Regions from separate parts of the Mus musculus genome. Here region 1 is linked to region 2. A link is a contact called in public Hi-C data. All regions are on one chromosome and are shown on one strand. The core of a region is the stretch at or near the end of the contact, and the rest is flanking DNA. Distances in the headings are between cores, read along the strand shown.

What was found. Hi-C and Micro-C count contacts between places; a contact is called where the count stands out from the background.
Region 1: a contact with region 2 is called in a Hi-C map of cerebellum, with 2.1 times the contacts expected there. The contact joins two enhancer-like sites. A contact is called at or near these places in 15 of 484 Hi-C or Micro-C datasets (the BV-2 cell line, the C10 cell line, the HL-1 cell line and 7 more) and 4 of 115 datasets of contacts at active chromatin or transcription factors (the NIH/3T3 cell line, embryonic stem cells and stem cell-derived neural progenitor cells).

Annotation. Positions count from the first base shown.
Region 1 is chr1:120,814,029-120,820,156 of GRCm38.p6, forward strand. All of the region lies in intron 1 of Gm29345 (a long non-coding RNA gene), which reads left to right. Among named protein-coding and RNA genes, the nearest start is that of Gm29345, 11 kb to the left of the region's middle. Within about 2 kb of position 3,718, at least 24 of the 459 cell types and tissues checked have an H3K27ac peak or open chromatin away from gene starts, as enhancers often do. A contact at or near this core is called in cerebellum, where this site is marked.
Region 2 is chr1:121,176,722-121,183,421 of GRCm38.p6, forward strand. No RefSeq gene overlaps it. Among named protein-coding and RNA genes, the nearest start is that of Gm46155, 32 kb to the left of the region's middle. Within about 2 kb of position 1,495, at least 25 of the 459 cell types and tissues checked have an H3K27ac peak or open chromatin away from gene starts, as enhancers often do. A contact at or near this core is called in cerebellum, where this site is marked.

The DNA of each region.
Region 1 (6,128 bases), core at 2,468-4,967, 360 kb before region 2:
GGAATATGTTCTGCCTCCATGGGATCAGATTTACAATAGCAGCAGTAAGTGTGGGGTGACAGGCCTTGCTGAAACAGGCCAATCTCAATCTCTAGGGTCAGTCTCTCCACTAGGGGATCCCATGGCCAGTGCATGGGGTGGTGTTTCCGGGCTAAGCTGTTCCTAATGAATGCATGTATTTTATGATCCCAAAGGCAGGGACATAGACCATATCACCTCATCTTCGGGGCTGCCAAGCAGAGAAATCTATCAGTGAAACCACCACACACCAGAAGCAAAGAGGAAGGCCCTTGACTGCAAATGTTTCTCAAGGACCTTTGTAGCCAGATAGCCTCTCTCAAGGATCAAGATGAAGGTTTGGCCTCCAGAGGCAGCGTCTGCGGTCTGTCCCGGGGTCTCCAGCACATGTATCAGTTTCCTCTGCATGAATGGGCTGGGGAGGGAAGGCCCTGATGTACTGTGAAATGTGCTAAAGCTGGTTTGGTTCGGGTGTCCGTGCTTTGTGACACCTGCCTGTGTGTTACATGGATGCTGTGATGCAACTGTCTGGGAATTCATGTGCAACCCTGTGTGTGTAATGATGCCAACTTACCCCATAGTGGGTGGGCACAGCACCGCCAGGGCTGTGTTGGCTTATGTTCCCCTCCTTGGCTGTGGGGGACTCTCACACTGACTAGATGACAGGCTGGCAGCAGTGACCACGACAAAGTGAGACTGTTGATTCTGAAGCACTTAAAAGTCTCTAAATATCCAGGTCACTGGGCTCTTTCTGATTTTGCAACCTTCACAGAAATCTCAGCCAGTTGTGAAGTTGAGGGTCAAAGAGGGAATTCTCAAGGTTTCCTAGCAATTCCTTTCAGTATGTAGAGCAGGGAAAACAGGTCTGGAAGGATACTTCAGGCAGTAAAGTACATGCCTTATAAGTATAAGGACTTGAGTTTGGTTCCCCAGGACCCATGTTTTAAAGGGCCAGGTATGTCAGTGAGTGTTTATAATCCCAACACTTGGGAGGCAGAGATAGGCAGGTCCTTAGGGATCACTGGCTAACCTACTTGGCAAGTTCTAGGTCAGTAAGAGACCCTGTTTCGGCAAACTCATGATGTTTGGCACCTGAAGAATACAGTAGAAGTGCTACTCTGACCTCCACACATAGATACACAGACTTGCATGCTTCTCCCACACCTGCATCACACACACAGAGGCATACACACACACACACACACACACACACACACAACCTTATGAAGTAAAACAACCAGGTATTCATGAGTAGGTGATGAGTGAAGAAAATGGAATACAACATAGAAAAACCTCACAATTGTATTATGTGAAAGATAGCTGTTTGCAGTATGATTTACGTATATAGCATTCATGAAAGGTCACAGGTATTAAGTACAGCAATGGGGAATGGTTTTCAGGAGTATCTTGGGGTCCCTATGAGGTGCTAGCCAAGAAATGTGGCAAGAAAGCTGGGTCTTTGCTTCATTGTGATCTGTTTTGTATGTTATAGTTTTTTTTCTTTGAAAAATATGTTCCATGCTGGAGGAAGGAAGGAAGTTAAACCAGACAGTGCATGAGAGCAACAGCAAGGAGCTAATGAAACGTGTAGCTCTATGGGACAGCTGCTCAAAGGCTGTTGTTCCACAGGAAAGCTACTCAAATGTACAGCTCCATAGTACAGCGACTTGAATTCATGGCTCCTTGGGACAGTCACCGTTGTTGTTTTCTAGTGTTTCTGTCTGTCTAGCATCTTCCTGCTCTAGAATCCCCAGCCCTAACTTCACCCCATTGCCTTACTCTCCACCAGCATCCCCAGAGGTCCAGATGGTGGAACCACAGAAGGAGCAAGCTGGAAAGTACTTATGATTTTTTTTATTTGAGTGGTTTGACCTTTGTCCCAGTATTGGTGTCTGCCATATAGGAGTGCTGCCTGGGCCATTTCCGTTTCTGTCTTCTTAGTCTTAATTATTCATGCAGGATGCTATGAAGTTACTAGAGAAAAGAATTTCACACTTAAACAACTGAAAATCGCAGATCTTCCCCTTTATACAACATTCTACAAGCTTAGAGATCTGAGATGAGGGGCCCAATAGTGTTATGAATAGCTAGTTAAAGACACACAACTAGAGTCTTTGTGTCTTGGCTGGAAGTTGTCACTTCTAGATCCCTTGAAGAAGGGCAAGCACCAGCCAGGCAGAGGAGTGACACTGTATTTCTCGACTCCTCTTTATGCTGTCTCAAGAAATCTTGGAGCTCCTTGGATCCCCCTTCAGCCTCACTGATGCTGTCTGTGCTGCCAGAGAAGAATGCTTATTCCTGGCTTATTCTGTGCTGTGGGGCTGTCTCTTGAGACTGCTGGGAGCTCGTTTTGCTAGCTCAGCTGTTTCTCAGCCTGCCCTGCCCAATGATGTCAGCTGTGATGTCTCTTCACTCAGGAATCTCTCCCCCCACCCTCCCACTGCTCACCACCTCGGCCTCTCTTTTGGTCCAGCTAGCGATGTCTTCATCTATTTCTCCCCTTTTCCCTGGTCTCTCTACTTTTGACATCCTTGAGGCTGATAGTGTTTGTCAGGTCTGTCTTTAACTCTGGGGAAAGAGCTGGTGGAGCCATCTGTGGGTTTTGGAGAGCATCCCTGCTTGTAATTATTTTTCCTGGAGTTGTCCTTGATGGAGCAAGGGCCCATTGTTGTTTCATTAGCAGTTGTCGCCTGGATTTTCTCAACACAGAGTGTGTCTTGAGGGGTGGTGAAGATGGCATGGGGGGTGTCTCAGAAATACAATAGTTGTTGATTTCTTCATAGACAATTGAATGAAGAAGTCAGTCCCCAGGACACGGCTTGGGTTTGATGGCTCACACCATTTGGTTTCAGGGTTCCCACAATGGGGCTAAGATTTTCGTCACTTCTCAACCCTGATGTCAGGGAGCTGTCAGAAACTCATCAGAAATGGAAAACGGGGAACTTTCTCCTCACAGCAGGAAGTCCTTGTCCGGGAATAATGAGCAAAGATGAAATCATCACAAGCCATCTAAAAGGTTTGGAAATTCGTGTTAATTACCTCAAAAGACAGTGAGAATTGCAGAGAGCTAAATTAAATAACACCTCCTTTCAGTACTAGAAAAGAACTTGGGTTACTGGAGAATCGACAAAGAGTTCTCTTTCCCTTTCTCTCTCTCCCTCTCTCCCCTTCTCTGTTACCTGCCCTCATCTGGTATGATGGTGGTGATAGTGGTGGTGGTTTGTGTACAGGAGGTGGTGTGTGTGTGTGTATGTGCGTGTATTTCAACACAGAAGTGCCATGGTTCTCATGTAGTGGTTGGAGGGCAAACCTTAGAATGTTGTTCCTAGCCGTCCACCTTGTTTGAGGCACTCTCTACTGCATATAGGATGGTTGTGTACTTCCAGGGACTCTCCTTTCTGTGCCTTCCATTTCACTGTAGTAGCACTGAGGTTCCATATAGTCCCTTATCTTATTGGATGGCTTGAGTTGGGACTGTTTATGTATAAGTTTTCTCTCTTATAAAATGTAGTTTTGAAGAGGTCTGTTAAGCTATTTACAGCCTATCATTCTAGAGTGTGTCATTTGAGATATCTTTTAGCAGAGACCTGGGGCAGGGCAGTGTTCTGGGTCCTGCAGGGACACAAAGGAGTGCACCAGAGTCGTCCACATCAGCAGTTTTGTTGTGAAGATCTGCCACTGCACTCAGCTCAAGCAGAACCAGTCCTCTATTAGGCTAACAGATCTGTGCCAAAAGGAATTGGCTTGATGTGAATAGAGTGTTAGCAATTAGAACACTAATTGTTTAAATGTAAATGATTGCTTATAAAGTGCTTAAAAGGACCACTTCTGCTAAATAGGTTGAGCAATCCTCTTGCAATTGCATTCATCTTTTTAGGTTGTTTAGAAAGAGAAAAAGGTTAGTGCTCTTTTTTTCATAGGCTGTTATTATAACTATTTATGATTTATGCTCTGCCGCCTCCGTAAAAGGATTGGAGGCAGCTGAAAGCAGAAAACACACACAAGCCATGACAATTAAAATTTGAAAAAAAAAAAAAAGGAAAATTAAAAAGACAACAGAAAGCAATTACTGAAGGGGAGATGGGATTTCCAGAAAACCTGGGACACATCCATGTGTTTCTTCCTGGACCTGCCCCCAGGTTAGCTGAGTTTCATTTGCTCTTTAAAGGCAAAGGCAGCTAGAAGAACACAGAGGGCAGGCATTCCCTACATGTCCTTAAGCTTGTATCACACCTACAGTTCTATGGATAGCTGGGATTCTTTCCCCAAAGGACCAAGCAGAAGATGGACTGCAGACAAATTCTTAGGATACTATGTGTCCTGCTTTAATTTCTGTCATTGTGATAAAAATACCCTGACAAAAAGGAACATAGGGGAAAAGATAGTTTATTTCAGCTTACAAGCCCATTCTTGGGAAGTCAAGGCAGGAACTTCAAATAGCTATCTAAATCAAGCTCACTGTGAAGAGAAGACAAGAAAAAAGAAGACAAGAAAAGAGAAGACAAGAGACGAGAGAAATGAATGTGTGTATTACTTGCTTACTTGTGCTCAGCTCAGTTTCTCCAACTTTGCATTTTATGACCGCTCCCCCTCCCCTGTGTCTAGGGAATGGTGGCACCCACAATGGGCTGGGACTTTCCACATCAACAAACTTAAGACAATCCCCACAGATATGTCCATGTCCATAGGGCAACCTGACCTAAACAATTCCTCACCGAATCTCTTTCTGGGTTATTCAAAGTAACAATTGAAACTAACCGTCATACTGTGGTACTTGTATACACTGTTAATAGCCTCCAAATTATTTTTATTATGTAAATATCAGAAAAATACACTGTACATGAGACCCTCCAATATGTGCATACTTGTTGACATAAGTTGTCTGCATAAACTATGGTCCCAAGATGTTCTGTATATTGTGAAATACATGAAAAAAATAAATATTCAATATGAAAATTACTATGAACAGTTTACACATTTTTCACTCATTCTAATACTGTGGTTTCATGTGGATGAAATGTTTATTATGTTTAAATGTTAATGAGTGAGGAAGGAGAGATGGCTCAATGGTTAAGAGAGCTCAATGCTTCCTTTTTTTAAATTTATTTTCTTTTCTTTTTTTTTTTATTACGTATTTTCTTCAATTACATTTCCAATGCTATCCCAAAAGTGCCCCCCCTCACTCCCCTACCCACCCATTCCCATTTTTTGGCCCTGGCATTCCCCTGTACTGGGGCATATAACGTTTGCCTGACCAATGGGCCTCTCTTTCCAGTGATGGCCGACTAGGTCATCTTTTGATACATATGCAGCTAGAGTCAAGAGCTCTGGGGTACTGGTTAGTTCATAATGTTGTTCCTCCGATAGGGTTGCAGATCATTTTAGCTCCTTGGATACTTTCTATAGCTCCTCCATTGGGGGCCCTGTGATCCATCCAATAGTTGACTGTGAGCATCCACTTCTGTGTTTGCTAGGCCCCGGCCTAGTCTCTCAAGGGACAGCTATATCACCGTCCTTGCAACAAAGGCTTGCTAGTGTATGCAATGGTGTCATCGCTTGGAGGCTAATTATGGGATGGATCCCTGGATATGGCAGTCTCTAGATGGACCATCCTTTTGTCTCAGCTCCAAACTTTGTCTCTGTAACTCCTTCCATGGGTGATTGTTTCCAATTCTAAGAATGAGCAAAGTGTCCACACTTTGGTCTTCGTTCTTCTTCAGTTTCATATGTTTTACATATTGTACCTTATATCTCGCTATATTAAGTTTCTGGGTTAATATCCACTTATCAGTGAGTACATTTCATTTGAGTTCTTTTGTGATTGGGTTACCTCACTCAGGATGATGCCCTCCAGGTCCAACCATTTGCCTAGGAATTTCATAAATTCATTCTTTTTAATAGCTGAGTAGTACTCCATTGTGTAAATGTACCACATTGTTTGTATCTATTCCTCTGTTGAGGGACATCTGGGTTCTTTTCACCTTCTGGCTATTATAAATAAGGCTGCTATGAACATAGTGGAGCATGTGTCCTTCTTACTGGTTGGGACATCTTCTGGATATATGCCCAGGAGAGGTATTGCGGGATCCTCTGGTAGTACTATGTCCAAT
Region 2 (6,700 bases), core at 245-2,744:
AGGCCACCCACCACACCCACAGGCTCCTGAGCTCTACTTGCTTCTCTCTGAACACAGAGAACAGGAGAGCGAACACTTTCATCCTTTGCCCCAGGTCCCTCTGAGCTTTTTGTTTCTATGGGAAATCACATTCAAGGTCAATGTCTCCCAAAGTAAACTTCTGAGCCCACCCAAGACTTTATCTGAATACTAAAACGGGGATGCCTTTGTTCTCTCTAAACTTACTCCGAGATGGCTAAAAATGAATTAATGATATCACACCTTCAGGGGTTTGAGGATTTTTTTTTCCGGGGAGGGGAGTTGGTGAGATCCGGAAGAGTCCTCATCTCTTTTCTCAAATAAAGGGAGAAGATGAGCGGCTAAGGACAGGGAGAAGAAGGTCTGTCCAGTTCTCTCTAAAGTAGACCCTGCGGAGAACAGGCCTGTGATTCTGGGATTAAAAGTTGTCTGCCGAAACTGTAAGGGCCATGTATATGCAAGCAGTTAGGAGTTATTACAGGGCCCCAAATAGGAAACCGTTCGCTTGATCTTTCTCTTCAATCCTATTAGGGGACCCCTGTAGCTCGAGAGAGATACCAGCCTGTCATGTCCCGGTTGCTGTGACGACCCTGTCTTTATAGAACAAGAAAGGGAGACGGTAGTGATTGGCAGACCTTGCTTGCCCCCGTATGTACAACAAAGGGCGACAAAACGAAGAGGAAGTGAGGCCCTTCTGGGCTTCTTAACCCGACCCCACCTTCCACCTGGCCATCTCGCCCCCCTCCCCTCCTCCGGAAAGGACAGCACCACCGCCTGTGTACAGATGTCAAAAGATCATTAATCGTGGGGTGGTGGTGGGTGTTTCTAATTGCAAGGGATACATTTTTTTAAAAAGTCTGTCTACCATCAAGTTCATTTAGCTAAAGCGATGTGGTGGGGACTTGAAGCAATGAAGGGGGTGCCTAAGGCGTTGCCCTGCGGGTGACTACCACACAGGGCCCTGTTGGTGTAAGGTTTGGGAAACCGGGAACCTTGGGGGGGGGGTGCGGTGGCCTAGCCTGAAAGTCCCACCATCTGGTGCCACAGTACAACTCGCCAGTCATAAATAACAGCCTGTCTTTTCACGTTTTCTCTGTGTCCTCCCCCCTCAGAGTCCCTCTAAAGGGGCTGCAAAATGGAAGATGGAGTTGGGGTTCAATTTCCCCTGCCGTCTGCGCGGGAAGGAGAAGGCGCGTCCAGGGGCGGGCACCAGGGGAGGGGACCACGAAGCCTGAAGAGTGGCAACGACAAAGGCCGCGGAGTTCTAGGGCCCTGCTTTTCTCCGCGAGCCACCCAGCCCCAGCCGGAGCCTTGGATTGCAAAAGAAAACCCGAATGAGCTCTGCCGAGGTGGCATTTTCGTCTCTTTCTGTCCCTTTCCCTAAAGCCGGCAGCCCTGCGGGGACGCGTCTCGTGTTAGAACTGCGCGGTACGCGGGCAAGGGGTGCTGCCGGGCGTCCCTGGAACCTGGAGCTCGAGGATCCTGGCTCCCAGTCTGTGGACACAATTGCCTCTTTTAGGTTTGCAAGGCTCCCGGGCTCTGCGCGCACACTCACTGCTGCCAAAACATTTCTCAAAGGTCCCCAAATAAAATCAAACCCGAGTAGTGGCCGAGGCCCGGGATTGCCCAGATAATGCACAGGGGAACAGAAGTGAAATCTGTTCTTTGGGGAGTCATGGGCAATAAAAGCAAAGCCGAGTTTAAAAAAAAATATTTTTTTCCCTTTTCTTTTGGAGGAATCGAAGGAGGAAAAAAGACCAAAAAAAAAAATGTTAAAGACGAAAGTTTAGAAAGAAAGAAAGAAAGAAAGAAAGAAAGAAAGAAAGAAAGAAAGAAAGAAAGAAAGATAATGAAATAGGAAATGAAGACCCACCCTGCAGCATAGCTGCAAAGTAAGAAAGTAACAACGTTTAACTTTGACGTGTGTCCCACTTAAAATAAAACTCTTTTATCTCCCTGAGAGCCGAGATCCCCAAACCTTGTTTGGACTCGGACAGAGAGAAAGAGGTGGTAAATAGGCGAATTTTGTTTCCCTACGGGTGCTGTGAGCACGATCTATCCAGGATCGTCAGACAAAGCCGGTGCCATGAAGCGGGTAACTTTTCCAGGTGAGACTAGAAACTCGGTTTAAACTCCAGGGCACTCCATGAAACCGGCCAAGAAAAAGTTGCTGAAGAAAACCCACCCATCCTTCCAGCAAAGCCCCCCCCCCTTCCATTCCCACCCCGGATTCCTCTCTCAAATGAATTACAATCCACTCTCTTCCGTGCCAAGTCCATCGGCTTCATAACCAAGCCCCCAAGATTTTAAGAAATAAACTTGAGGTTCGGAATTGAGAGGAACTGGAGTGTGGTTCTTTCAGCCAGACTTCAGTGTTCTTGGTTCTCTTCCCACCAGGCGTGATGAAGCAAAATATTTTAACTACAACTTACAAGCTTGTTTTTTATTTCATTTTCCCCTCTTTCTATACATTTTCTTTCCTTAGGAGAAACAGATCAAGGAAGACTAATTACAAGGCATGGCGAGAAGTCAAATGAAAAAGGATCCCATCAACGCAGAAAGTAAATTAATTTTTTAGAAGATAGGTTTTAGTTTGTAAGAAGAATACATTGTATTTAGTAACATTTGTTAAGATTTAGTTCAATCTTCAGGTTGGAATATGAGGGCTAAGCCTGAGGTCACTTTCTTAGTTGGAATTTCCTTAGAAATTCTAATTTGAAAACATCCTTGGGATCTTTGGTTTGCTTTATTTATAAGAAGCTTTGGGAGTATTTTTTAAAAGATATTATCATTTTGTTTTTGTTTTTTTTTTAAACAGACCTTTTAGCTTTAAACCACGGCTTTCAACTAGAATGTAAAAAATGCTTTTTGTTTGGTTGGTTTTGGGTGTTTGAGTTTTGTTTTTTACTGTGCTTTAGTTAGTCGGACCTTTAATTAAATTTTTTTAATTAAAAAAAAAAAAAAACCCTTTCTTCTTGATGACTATCCAGTCCCTAAAATATTCGAGAATGTTGGGGAAAATGTCCACTAACACAGGCATCTGACCAGCTACTTCAGGCAGAGCTTGATTCAGGGGCTACCCTCACCGGACCAAGGAAGCAGATTTTGTTATTCTGGTTGGCATTAACGGTGGTGGCTTGGGGGGTTGGGGTGGGGTCTCTCCTTTTGTGTCTATGAGCTCACTGTCACATCCCTCGCTCTCTCTATTAACATTTAATTTTCTTTTGGAAAATACAGAAGAAAGCTCCACAGCGTCTGGTCCTAGATGTTCTAAAGACGTCCAAATACCTAAATATCATGAGTATTTTCAAAATAAAACGCAATGTGTGCCTTACAACTTCTTTATTTTTTGATGTTTATTAGAACCGTCAACATTAGCCATTTCTGAATATGGTGGTTCTTGAACACACGAAGCGGCTGCTTAAGTTTCTTACACAAAATCCTGGAAATTGTCCTCCACAAATCTTTATCCAGCGCTTCTTCGGCTCTTTGACTCTCATCAGAAGAGGCGCGCTATAAAAACGTGGACGATTGCAACCTGAGAATGATTTATTTTTTACAAAGACGAACCTTTTCGGGCCATTCGTTTATTTTTAAATAGAGAACGGGCTTGGGTGGGTTTTTTTCTTTCTTTCTTTTTTTGGGGTGTGTGTGTGGGGGGGGGGAGGTTGTTTTCTTTCTCTCTGTTTTACTAGGCTCACAGGGCCAGGCGCAAGAAAAGAAAGCCTCGCTGCTGCTGCTTCTTTGCAGTTTCAACGGTGAATTCGCGCCACCTTCTGGTAGCTTGGAGGACAAAAACACCCGACTGGTTCCATAAAAGAATTCTTTTATTCACAATTGTGTCCGGTTGGTATCTGTAGGCGGAGCGTCCCTCTGCTTCTCTGAAAACTCCTGGCAGATTCCCTACAGCCTGGTTTTTATAAAGATGCTTTAAACTAGGAAACCAGTTTTTTTTTCCTTTATCTTGTCTTTGAAAGAGCTCTCTGAAATGAAAGCTGCATCTTTACATGATAGTTTACTGAACCGTCTCTGCCTGGTATATGGTTGGACTTCAGTAAAGGATGCGTGTAGTAGACTCCGCTATCCCACATGCGCAGTCCTCCGGGGAATGCTTGCAAACAAAATGGAGCCTATAACTGTAGCAGCAGAGAAACAAACGCCTTTCCTTCTTGGGTTCATAAGACCCCCATTGCCCACAATTAATCACAATGACATGTTGTATTCAAGCTCTTTGGTGAAGTCGGCTAGGTTCACATACATCTGGTTTTTCATAGATTTCAATCCATTCTGCAATACGGACTTCATGATATTAAACTTGTTGGTACAGCTCTTGGGTCTCCAAAATTAGCAGTTCAAAAATTTTTAAAAAAAGTTATCAGTTCAAGCCACTTTGGTGGCTCAAGACTTTAACACAGGCATAGTGAGGTCAAGGCTAGCCTGGTCTACATAGTGAGACCCTGTCTTCAAAGGGCCAACAAAATGAAACAAGTTAGCAGTGTGAAAAGAGGCAATTCTTCTGGTGAGAATTACCACAAAGATGGAAGTTGATACTTAGACCCTCAAGCCAAGCTCATTTTAAAAATCGAATGGGTGGCACAGAGCATGTGGCTGGGTTGGCCCTCATCTAGTTTGCACTATGTTCTGGGCTCTGTCCTCAGCACTGCATGAACCGAAACTCCAGCACTGGGGAGGTGGAGGCAGGAGGGTCGCTCAAGGTCATTCCTGTGCATAGCTCAAGGTCATTCCTGTGCATAGCTCAAGGTCATTCCTGTGCATAGCTAATTCCAGGCCATCCAGGAACTACATGAGATAGAGTTTCAAGGGAGGGAAAAAATGTATTCAACCAAAACACATAGGCATATATAGCCTACGTCTTCCTTCCAGAAAGTTCTTTCATCCAAGGAATAAATGTACTCTGTACTGCCATTTAAAGACTCTGTGGAAACATGGGGATGGGAAGACTGTGCCACAAATAAAGTATTGAAAGCTACGCAAAGATAAAGACTCCATGATTCACCCTGAGATTCTACATTTTTAAAAATTTCAGTCACAGCAGCATGCTTGTGATCTCAAGGACCCGCACCCTAGCTGTCCTCTACCTCCCATATGCAGTCACACATACATGTACCTGCACACAATGTGCATGTTTGTCTGTGAACACACACACACACACACACAAAACACACTCTAAGAGGAGTGAAAAAACTAACACTTTGCTGCAGTCTTGACGGGGCTCCAAATGTTTTTGTCAGCAAAGCTGTGCACAGAAAGATGGGTGCTATAATTGGGCTATCTCAGTGCAATCATTTTCTCCATTAGTCATTCATTATTTACGAGAACCATCCAAGTCCCAGTGCATGCCAGACCTGTGAAGTTAAAATAGCCCTGCAGACAGCCATGGGTGGGCTACGCAGCACACGGCAGTATCTACGCCTGACTTAGCAGGGGCCTCTCCAGAAGAATCATGCTGAAGGCATCTGTCCAGACAGGGCAGGTGACTACTTGCATGACATGAAGACAACCCCAACAAGAGAGACCAATAATTATTTTGTCATCAGCGTAATCTCAAAAATCTTTACTGCCAATGCAAGAAGGTTTTGAAGAAAGCTTCGATGAAGACTACATACATAGTTTCTTGAAGCATATTCAAGACCAGGACGCAAAGGATGGAGAAGAACACTTAAAAAAAAAGACAAGGCTGGGCTGGGAAGGTGATTTAGTGAATAAAGGATTTGCTGCCTAAGTGTGAGGAACCTGAGGTCTGATTCCCCCACCCCAGACACCGTAGCATGTATCTGTAATCAGACCACTTGTATGGGGAGATAGGGCATGGAAACAGGAGGTTTCTCAGGAGCTCATAAGCCAGTTAGCCTAATGGATAGAGCAGTGAACAACAAGGGAGTTTGCCTCAGACCAGATGGAAGAGGATCCACATCAAATGTATCCTTCAGCCTACACACATGTGCTACTGTGCACAAACACCTACACTCCTACACATGAACATGCATATGTATAGGTGTATGTGTATGTAGACACACACATGCACAAAAAGTCAATGTTGGGTAGATTTCAGTCATCAAATTAAGTGTGTGTGTGTGTGTGTGTGTGTGTGTGTGTGTGTGTGTGTGTGTACTTGTGAACCAATATGCTGGGAGCAGAACACATAGGTTAGGAAGGAATTTAACAAAATAATTCTAATCACTTACAAGAACAATGTGTTGAAGGTAGCCAAAATATGTGTGGGGAAAGTAGTAAAACCTGACTTAATCATTTGTTTCATACAACAACATGTGTAATAGGGTCACATGACAATCAGACCGAAATAAAAACCAGACAAAGGACACGGAAAGAGTTTTGTGTATTTACAAAAATTCAGTAAGGTAAAGTCAAATTAATGGTAGAAATTGCCAAATTTTATGGAGAGTTTTTTTGCTTTGTTGTTTTGTGAGTACATTAATTATTTATTCCAGAGTAGCATGTACACAACACACATGTGGAAGTCTCAAAACAACTTTCAGGAGTCAATTCTCTCTTTTCTCGTGGGTTCCAGGAACTGAATTCAAACCGTCAGAGCCGGTGGCAAGCAACTTCACCCACTGAGATATCTCCGTGGACTCTGATGTCCAAAGTTAGTAGAGAGTGTATATTGTGCAACTGTCAAAAAGGATACTCATCTTAATGA